Linked DNA regions of Mus musculus: region 1 is linked to region 2. The links are chromatin contacts, called in public promoter capture Hi-C maps. All regions are on one chromosome and are shown on one strand. The core of a region is the stretch at or near the end of the contact, and the rest is flanking DNA. Distances in the headings are between cores, read along the strand shown. Region 1 has its middle 82 kb from the start of Stmnd1. Region 2 overlaps Atxn1 (ataxin 1).

What was found. Promoter capture Hi-C pulls out the DNA fragments that hold promoters and counts their contacts.
Region 1: a promoter capture Hi-C map of hippocampal neurons shows a contact between it and region 2, with 2.7 times the contacts expected there. The contact joins two enhancer-like sites. A contact is called at or near these places in 1 of 39 promoter capture datasets (hippocampal neurons), 1 of 484 Hi-C or Micro-C datasets (bone marrow-derived macrophages), 3 of 115 datasets of contacts at active chromatin or transcription factors (bone marrow-derived macrophages, embryonic basal ganglia and embryonic fibroblasts) and 1 of 9 other capture datasets (embryonic stem cells).

The regions. Positions count from the first base shown.
Region 1 is chr13:46,189,690-46,194,654 of GRCm38.p6, forward strand. No RefSeq gene overlaps it. Among named protein-coding and RNA genes, the nearest start is that of Stmnd1, 82 kb to the right of the region's middle. Within about 2 kb of position 3,637, at least 17 of the 459 cell types and tissues checked have an H3K27ac peak or open chromatin away from gene starts, as enhancers often do. A contact at or near this core is called in hippocampal neurons, where this site is marked.
Region 2 is chr13:45,691,029-45,695,562 of GRCm38.p6, forward strand. The region is part of intron 6 of Atxn1 (ataxin 1); the gene reads right to left. Among named protein-coding and RNA genes, the nearest start is that of Gm34582, 170 kb to the left of the region's middle. Within about 2 kb of position 2,698, at least 84 of the 459 cell types and tissues checked have an H3K27ac peak or open chromatin away from gene starts, as enhancers often do. A contact at or near this core is called in hippocampal neurons, where this site is marked.

The DNA.
Region 1 (4,965 bases), core at 2,387-4,886, 500 kb after region 2:
TGCACAGCCAAATGATTATAAGTTGGCCATCCAGTGTTGAAGAATAAAAGACAGGATGATAGGAGAATAAAGGAAGCAAGTAGGGAAGGCTTTCCATACAAGTCCTAAAAGCCATTTACAGAAACTTGGAGGAGTGTTTTGAATGCAGAAGACCTGGCAGCAAGTAGGAAGGCTCAGCTCTCTTCTATTGAGAACTTGGCTCTCATGAGTGGCCTGGGGAGACAGGCGTTGCTTTTTCAGGAGGCATGCAGAGAAACAACAGCCACCTGGCATCCTTCTTGCCAGCATCTTTCACAAACAGCACACAACAGTAGTTCAGCTGAACAGCAGATGACCATAAAGCACTCAGAGCTAAGTGAGCTCTCTGAGCAGAGACAAGAACCCTGGAGGCACCTGGCAAACGTAATGGTAGAATATATTTTTTTAACTTCTTGTTTTTCCCTCTTGACTGAAATCACCCCTTCTAGTCGCATGCTTGTAGTTGATAGGGATTTAGCAGAAGAACCCAGAAGGAGAACGAGAAGGGTAAAGGTATTGCTGAGGGACTTCTTGTCCATTCTTCAAAAGATCACTGAAAGGCCAGCTAGAAGGCTCTGTGGACAAAGTGCTTGCGCACAAGCCAGTCAACCTGATTTCAGGCCCTGGAATCTACGTAAAGAAGTAGGATGTGGTGAACCCATGTGTAACCCCAGCACTCCTACAGGGAGATGGGAGATGGAGACAGAAATATGTCCTAGGAACTCCAAGGTCAGCTAACCTGGAGCAGGCAGTGAAGCAGAAACCAGAGAGGCCCTGTCTCAAAACAGGGTAGGAGGGAAAAATGACTCCAGAAATACTTCCTTTCATATTCATACACAAGGTCACAGCACACACATGTCTTCACTCAGACACATACAATAATAATGATAATAATTTAGTTTAAGTTTAAAATGGGTGGCTGAAGCAGGAACCAGGGATTCCATATCCCAGCATAAAGACCCAGGAGTGTGTGTCTTACTGTCCTGTAGGAGGCTCTGTATTTTGGGTCCTTGGATGTTCCTCAGACTCACCTCTGATCACCCAAGCTCAGATTGCCAATGTTTTTCAGAGGGACTTGGACTTTCCTGGTGTCCATGACTCAGCGAGTTCTCCGTTCCCTTGGAAGACTTCTCTGGTTCCTGTGGTCTGAGTGCGGCCAAAGCTCTGGGTTCTTCCATACTTCCTCTCCATCTCCTGTTTCCTTCTCCTTCCTTTTCTTTCTTTCTGCCTCCCTTCTTCCTTTCCTCCTTCATCTCATCCTTCCCTCCTTCCTAATACTACATCCTTGAGCAAGCACGGATTTAAGTGGGAACTTAGTTCCAACTTAGTTGTCTTAGACACCAGAGACCCAATAGTAGACAGTACCCATGGAGAGTCCATGGGAAGATATTTGGAACTCTAAAGGCACCTTGAATCACAAACAACATAATTTTGATGATAAAATATCTGTGATGAAAATGAAGTGGATTGCATCACCATCCAGGAGAACCAGTTCCTTTGCATATGGAAGAGAAGAGAAACTCTCTGGGGTGATGGTTGTTAAGCTGAGATCATAGCAACCTAAAGAAACAACAAACGGAAAGACGTAGCAGATGAGCAATAGCAGCATTTGCAAAGGCTCTAAGAGGGGCTCTTGGGTGTTTTGTGAGCAGAAACAAGGTCGTGGTCCTCAAGTGGATGATGTCAGTAAACTTAAGGTAAAGTAAAAGAGGGGGGCAGGCATCTGGTCTCAAGCACTGGGATTTACACACATGAGCCACCATGTCTTGCTTCTATAGGTCCTGGGGATCCGAACCTAGATTGCCTTTCTTGCATGCAAGCAGTTTACCTATCAGTAGCATCTTCCTGCCACTAACAGTTCACAGTCATCCCATTGGAATGAGAGTCGTCTGTGATTCCTGTATCACCTTCCCAGCTGCATTCAGTTTCTCTTTTCCTTTCTCAGGCCAGCTGAACTTCTGTTTCCCACTGCCTCCCACTGCTCTTTAGAGTCAATCCCTTGGTATCCATGAAGGATTCCTTCCCGAATTCCTGAAGATGCCAAAATCCACACACTCTCAAGTTCCTTCCCTAAAACTGCATACTATTTACCTAAGCAACTACACACCCCTCCCATGAACATTAACACACCTCTGCATTCTAGGCATGCCCAATACCTTGCAATCTTGTGTAAATAGTTATTATGGCTTAGGGAATAATAACAAGGGCATAAAATGTCTGTGCATCTTCAGTGTTTTCTTCTTCTGGTAAATTCTCCAAGCAAAGTTGATTAAATCTAAGTTTGTGGAGCCCATGGGTAGAAATGGCCAGCTCTTAATAGTCTCCTAACTTATCCATGGTCTCTGCATGTCACCCAGGTAGTCTCTTTCAAAAATAGTGACGTGATGCTGGTAACAATGACTGAGTGGGTAAGTGACCATATGAGTCTGAGGCAGATACACACATGTCCTTTCTAGGTAGCATCGGCCTTCTTGACCACTGAGTATTGTCAATAAGTCTCTGTGCTTAGAAAATAAATCTAAAGTCATTGAACTTTCTCATGTCTTTCTGCATATGTCCCTTTATTTTCCTAACAAGCCCTTTTGTCTGTAATCACTTCTTGGTTCTGGTACATTCTCTACCTTTCTCATCTCTCTGTCTTCTCATGTTCTTTCTTCTGTTTACACTGCTCCATTCCCTGGGCAGAATGTTCTTTTAAACCTCAGCGCAAAGGAATCCTTTCTGTAGGCCTAAGTGGCCCATTGTCGGTCCATTTTCACTCAGGACTCTGAACTTCATATCATCAGCACTTCTTGTTTGGGTCATGAATAGTTGGGTCCCCATGAGCCTTTCAAGAGTGGAAATGAATTCTTTACTTCCAATGCCTGATACCATATCTAGCATAAAGTGCATAAAAAGTATCTATAAAATAGATCAACCATGTGCTCTCTTGTCCCTCCCTCCCTTTCTTCGTCCCTCCCTCCCTCCCTTTCTCCATTTTCTATTTATTTTGCTAGCCAACTTCATATTGCAAGCATATAACAAAACAATAAATACAATGATGTGAAATTGCAAGCCCATGCTGCTTCATGGTCCCCGTGGGTTCTTCCTCTATCGCAGCTTTAAATGAAGGGAGGAGCTGCTCATGCCAAGCTATCTCGGCACAGTAGCTATGTCTGAGATCTAAACTGCATTTAGGCCAAAGGGTTTCACTTTTCCAGTCTTCTACCAGCACGGCTGAAACAGAAACGTATACACATTGCTTTGAATATAGGTTGTTCCCTCTTTGTTCAGGGAGTGCTGATGCACTTTAAAATGAGTTAACGATAATTCCTCTTAGCTTAGAATCAAACTGAATAGCTATGCCATAGAAAGATGCTAGTGGGTTTGAACCCTTTGGTTTTACCAGCACAGAAAATATGCTAACAGGAAAATGTTCTTCTTGGTGTGTCTGTGCTTGGAAGCTTAGCCAGAGTCAGTAATATCTATGAGGAAGATGTTGGCCTGGGACAGAAACTTGCCCACCACCATCCTAAAAGCAGAACACAGACTGAAGGCAGCTGCCAGGCTGAGCACTGAGCTCTGTTGTATAACTCCACTGCCAACCAAGCACACAGAACAGCTTTGTCCCCACACATACTCTGTGCAGCTCACTTGGATTACTCATCTATGCCCATCTTTGCCCAGACAGCAGAGAGACAGCTACCTGAGAGCTGTTGCTATATGGTAAAATGCAAGGTGCCCAGCTTCTGGGTTCTGGGCCATGCCAATCCCTTACCTACCAGTTTTTATTTTGTCATTTGGAAAAATCAGGGCATTCAAGTGGAGGAGAGGCGGCTTTATAAGTTCAGGAGAACTAAAGACGGCTGACAAGAGGGCGTGGTGCCTGTCAGAGAAGGCTGCACAGAAGCAGTAGGCTATAAGCAGTACCTGAAAGAATACACAGGGTTGCAAAAGAAGAGCTGTAGGGGTGGGTGTGGGTGGGGGAGGAAGCACCAAAACGGGTTATTAATGTGCAGATGAAGGAGGAAGGAAAGAGAGTAAGCCGACTGGATAGGAGAGCAGAGTCCCATCAGACCTACAGCTTAAATCTTTTGTCACCTAGCACAGAGCCTGCTCCTACTACAGCCGGGGGACCTAAGAAGAGAAAAAACGACAAATTTCACGTCTCCAAAGACTACCATAATCAGTGAGGAAACCTTACTTGTACACAAAGCCAAAGCGTTGTCAAGTATGCCGTGGCCAGAGCCAGTGTGTGCCTGAAGCTCTCACTTCATGTCACCAGCCTTATTAGTTGAGGTACCAGATGCCAGCGTAGATACCACGGAGCTGTGCAGACCCGTGGCACTGCGTTACCAGGGCCTTTCTGTGCATACCTTCTTGAGGGAAAGAATTTGATCAACAGACACAATTTAAGTACAAGTTTGTCAAAGCACAGCATCTCTAGGGAGAGGTGAAAGGAGGCTGTCCCCAGAGAGGGTAGCAGCACAGGGGGGTCTGTGCCATTGATTTAATTTTATATATTTATGAGTGGTTATCTTTATTTGTGTGGGTTTGTGCAAATGCAGATGAGTAGTTTGGGGAGGCTAAGTGTGTGTGAAGATTCATTCACTGGCCAGAGGTCAACTTTAGTTGCTGGGCCTTCAGCCCCCGCCATGCTGGGTTTTCAGATGGTCACTCACTTGGACCTGTGACTCCTTGCTGTGACTCCTAGACTGACTGGCTTACAAGCCCCAGAGCCTTTCCTGCCATGACCTGCCCAGCACTGGGAGTATAACAATATAACACCACATCTGGATTTTTATTTAGTTGCTGGGACACAAACTCCAGTCCTCATGCTTAGGAGGCAAGGACTCTACTGACAGCGCTATGTCCCAAGTCCACGTGTCAGTGTTTTATTAAAATTTGTAATGAAGGTTGTGAGGTGAGAAGCTTCTTCCTGCGACTGGATGGCTCTTTTTCCTTCCT
Region 2 (4,534 bases), core at 1,448-3,947:
TTGCACAAGAAATGGTGGCCTTAAACAAACAAACAAACAAACAACCTAAAGATTTATTTAGTTTTATACATAAAGTACACTATAGCTGTCTTCAGACACACCAGAAGAGGGCATCAGATCTCATTACAGGTGGTTGTGAGCCACCATATGGTTGCTGGGATTTGAACTCAGTACCTTTGGAAGAGCAGACAGTGCTCTTGCCTACTGAGCCATCTCGTCATCCCCCAGCCCCTATTCTTACTGTCCCATTCCTTGGAAAAGAAAGAAAAGGCAAAGTAGACTAGAAATCTAGGGCTGTCATAATGGAGAAGGGAGCTTTGTGGCCAGTGCTTTGCTCTATGGAGTGAGTTTGACAGTGCTTACAAAGCCCCAGGAATGAAGAATGTATAGCATATAAAAAAAAATCACTCCTGTGCAAGCAACAAAGGTTCCAGAAGGGGGAAAAATATCAGAAATGAACAGAAACCAAAAATGATCTTAGCAAGAGGGTTTAAGATCAATAAAAAGGATGTGTCCCAGTGTTGGTGAAGACGACAGACATCCTGACTGAAGTAGTGGCATACCCTAGCTCTGGGACTCGTGCTGTGGGTCTGTTGGCCAATTCTGCCAGCATCACCAGCAAATACATTCAACTGCCAGGCACTCAAGAACAGAAGGGAGACAGTCTCAGGAACTTGTGTATATATGCTCGAGAAAGAAGTAGAATTTACAGGAAAACGTTGGTTAAGGGCCTAACGGGTATGCTCCAAAGATTTTGCCTCAGTTACCAAGGCAAATTCTCAAAAGCTGAACATGTTGGCACTTGCCCGGACTTCCGGAACTTGGCATGGAGATATGGGAGAATTAGGAGTTCAAGATCACCGTTAGCTGTATAACAGCTTGAGGCCAACCTGAGCTATGGGAGACCCAGTATCAACAGACAAGCAAACAACAACAGCAACAGCAACAACAGTAACAAAACCTCAAACGACTGTGAACGAAGATCATTACTTGTACGGCATCCTGTTTCTATTTCAATTTTGGCGAGGTCAATTGTTTCAGGAACATAAGCACAAGTAGATAAAAAAGACCTTGCAAAGAAAGACCAACTTGCTTCAAAATAGGCTTCAAAGAATGCAGTTTGCTGCCTCATCTAAAGGGGTTCTGTGCTTCTGCAAACCGCTCTCAGCGAATCATGTAATATATTCACCCAGATGAAAGAAGATAAATCAGATCTTTCTATCTAAGAGTCTTCTTAGCAATAATCTACTATACAGCAAAGCATTAGATCCCTGGTCCCACAAACTTCTAGTGACAAAAGTCTGGCTCTGAGATCTCAGGTAGCCTGACTCAAAAGCAGCTAATACAAGTTTTATCTTTCAGTGTTTCACACTTCTTGGGGCACACACAAGTATGGATTGACCTTATTCCCTTGCTAGGAAGTTTAAGGCAGAGGCTCCCAGAAATACGGCTCTGAGTAATTCTGCCCAGCACCCCTCTTGGCACACCTGAGTGCCTTGGCATCTCCAACTCCAGTGGAGCGCTTCTGAGATAAGCTCCCGAGCACAGTGAACAGAGATGGCTCAGTCCTGCACGCTGGACTGAGAACTTCTCCTGATTCATAACCTTCTTTTAACAAATAGTATTCTAAAGGTCAGTTAGAAATCGTCACGGTCGGTTAGGCGGCTCCACCCCTTCCTATCCCCACTCCCCCCTGCCCCCAACACAGATATGGCAGGAGTTCACAGACTCTTCTTTGCACAGCTCTTTCCTTCTGTGAGACTGCTGGGGGGTGGAGGGAGCTGAGGAGAGCGTCTGTGCCTGCAATGGCTGGACCTGGCCAAGCAACTCAGAGAGCAACAGTTAAGACTCCTCTCAGAGAGAATGGCCTATACTCGGGTCTCCAAGAGGTTCCTTCTCCGGGTAACATACAAGGGAAGCGGCCCGAAATGAATGAAGCTACCATAAGTGAGATTTGAAGGAGGTGAGGGGAGAGATTCAAATGAGCAAGACAGGAAATCCTTGTAGAATCCTGCATGGAAAAGGACAGAGCCTCCTCACCTGTGGTCCACAGGCCAACCTGCAATTTCAAACAAGGACTAAACATGTGGAGGGAACCCCCTGTACACACACACACACACACACACACACACACACACACACAGATGATAATAAAATGTCCTCTCTCAGACCCTCTTACCTATTTCAGAATGTTTGTATGATCTAGAAATTGGTATCGCAGATGCAAACCTAAAAACTCCGACCTGACAGACACATCAGGAAACCACTTGAGTGTTCTTAGAAGAATGTGCACGTGCGGTTTTCTTACTCCTAGACCAGAATTCACACCCCTTGTCTCTGTGCTGTTTGAACAGGCAGAGTGCTGTTTGGTTTTGCCTGCTTCTTCCTAGGTGCACTCTAAATGGTATTCTAAGCAGTTATTCTGATAAAGGGCTGGAAAAACACCCAAGCTTTAGGACACCTTCATTCCTGTCATCCTCAGAAGCAGGGAAGTATGATGTGGCCTTCCAAAACTGGCTTCTGGTAGCTTTCTCTCCTCCCAAACACCACAGAGCAGAAGCTGGGCCTCATCTGAAGTAACCCATCAATTCTTTCCTCTAAGTGGTATGCCTGAGGGGGAACGCTCCCCGTGACCTTGTGCTTAGCTAACTTCCCGTGTCATGCAGCACTTCCGGCCCAGCTCCGTGCCAGGAATAAAAGGGAACGCAGATGTCAATGAAATGACGGGGCTATACGAGATAAAAAGATCGCCATCTGTAGACAGTCATGTGTAGGCTGCTCATAGACAAGAAACCACAAACCACTCAGTTGGAAAAGAGGAGGAACGGCGTGGGGTGGAATTTTGCTTTTTAAGTACCCCAAAATCCCCCAGGCTCACTAATAGTTACACTATAATATGATGGCCTTAAATGCTTTCCCTACCCACAGCAATATCACACATATCACAGACATTTAGCATCTACTCCTACACTGCAGTGAGATCAGTGGATAAGACTGTGACTCTCCAACACTTACACAAAAAGTCAAACATGGCCATGAGACACATGTGACCTTAAAACGGTGGCAGGGCACGGAGACAGGAGGACCGCTTGGGCTTGCTAAGCTGTCAGCACCCACATTGTCTAGCTTCTATTAGCCTGTAATTCCTGCTGCGGGGAACCTGATACCCCCTTCTGGCCGCTGAGAGTACTCTCACTCATGTATGCACACATATGTACAATTAAAAATAAGGACATCTTAAAGGTTGTTAGATTTACTCACGTTTGCGTGTCGACAAATATATCTGGGCATACACACACCATGTCAACGTATAGGGAGATCAGAGGACAATTTGAAGGAGTTGGGTCTCTCCTTCGATCACGTGGGGGCTGAGGGCCTGAATATATATCGTTAGAATTGTTGTGAGCCCCTTTAGCTGCTAAGCCAGTGGCTCTCAACTTTACTAAGGTGGTTCCTCAGGTTGTGGTGACCTCCAGTCATAACATTATTTTCACTGATACTTCACAACTGTAATTTTGCTACTGTCATGAATCATAATGTAAATATCTGTGCTTTCTGATGGTCTTAGGCGACTCCCGTGAAAGGGTTGGTTGACCCCCCCCCAAGGGGGCCAGGACCCACAGGTTGAGAAGTGCTGTGCTAAGCCATCTTTACATCAGAAGGCTACACTCAGCGCATTAAGCCAAAAGCACCGGAAACCTAGGTTGTAGCAAACCATTGGTTTTTAAAGGAGTTAATGAGGAAAAAGGAGGAGCTGATCTGCTCCACGGCAGAGCAATGTCTCCGTGACACTCGACACAAAAGCTACAACTGCAGAGGTCATTCACTTCCATTTCTCTTGTTGTCCATCTTGAAATGTGTCACCGTGTGTGTGTGTGTGTGTGTGTGTGTGTGTGTGTGTGTGTGTGCTGAGACCCAGGTCACATGGCCACTTGCCACATCGACTACAAAATTCAGGTCTCCTGACTCCTCCTCCTTCAGCTTTCAGTGCCTTCCCCTTCCTGTGCAAGGCTTGAAGCCTCTCAGCTCTCTGAGAGCCAGGTGGAGACACACACACCTCTGTGGGTAAAGGCCAACTGTTAGGAAGAGTGTGACAGAAGGGAGCGGCTGCTAATGAGACAGGCCTGAGTAATCAGGCTGAGGCGTTGTCGGCAGGAGCTGATGAGGCTGGACCGCTTGGCCGAAGATGCTGTGATCACTGCTCACACCTGACAACACCCACACTCATACCCGTCTGCGTGCAAATACACATTCCTTGGCGATCCCTGTTTGTCACACCCTTCTGAGGCACCGGCCTCAAGGCTCTCAGGGCATGAGGACCAAGCTGAAAATAGAAACGGAGGGTTAGAAGGGTGGGGCAAGGTTCAAGCAATTCAAGCAGTGAAAAGAAAGTCCTCGAAGCATGCCTGAGGAGGTCACTGGAGTTTCACATTTTCTTCTTCTCTGCTCACTCTGTTTACAGAGAGATTCTTCAAGTGCCTTAGAGTTGACCGTGTGGTATCTCCAATTTTACTCTTCAGGACCTTAGAGAACT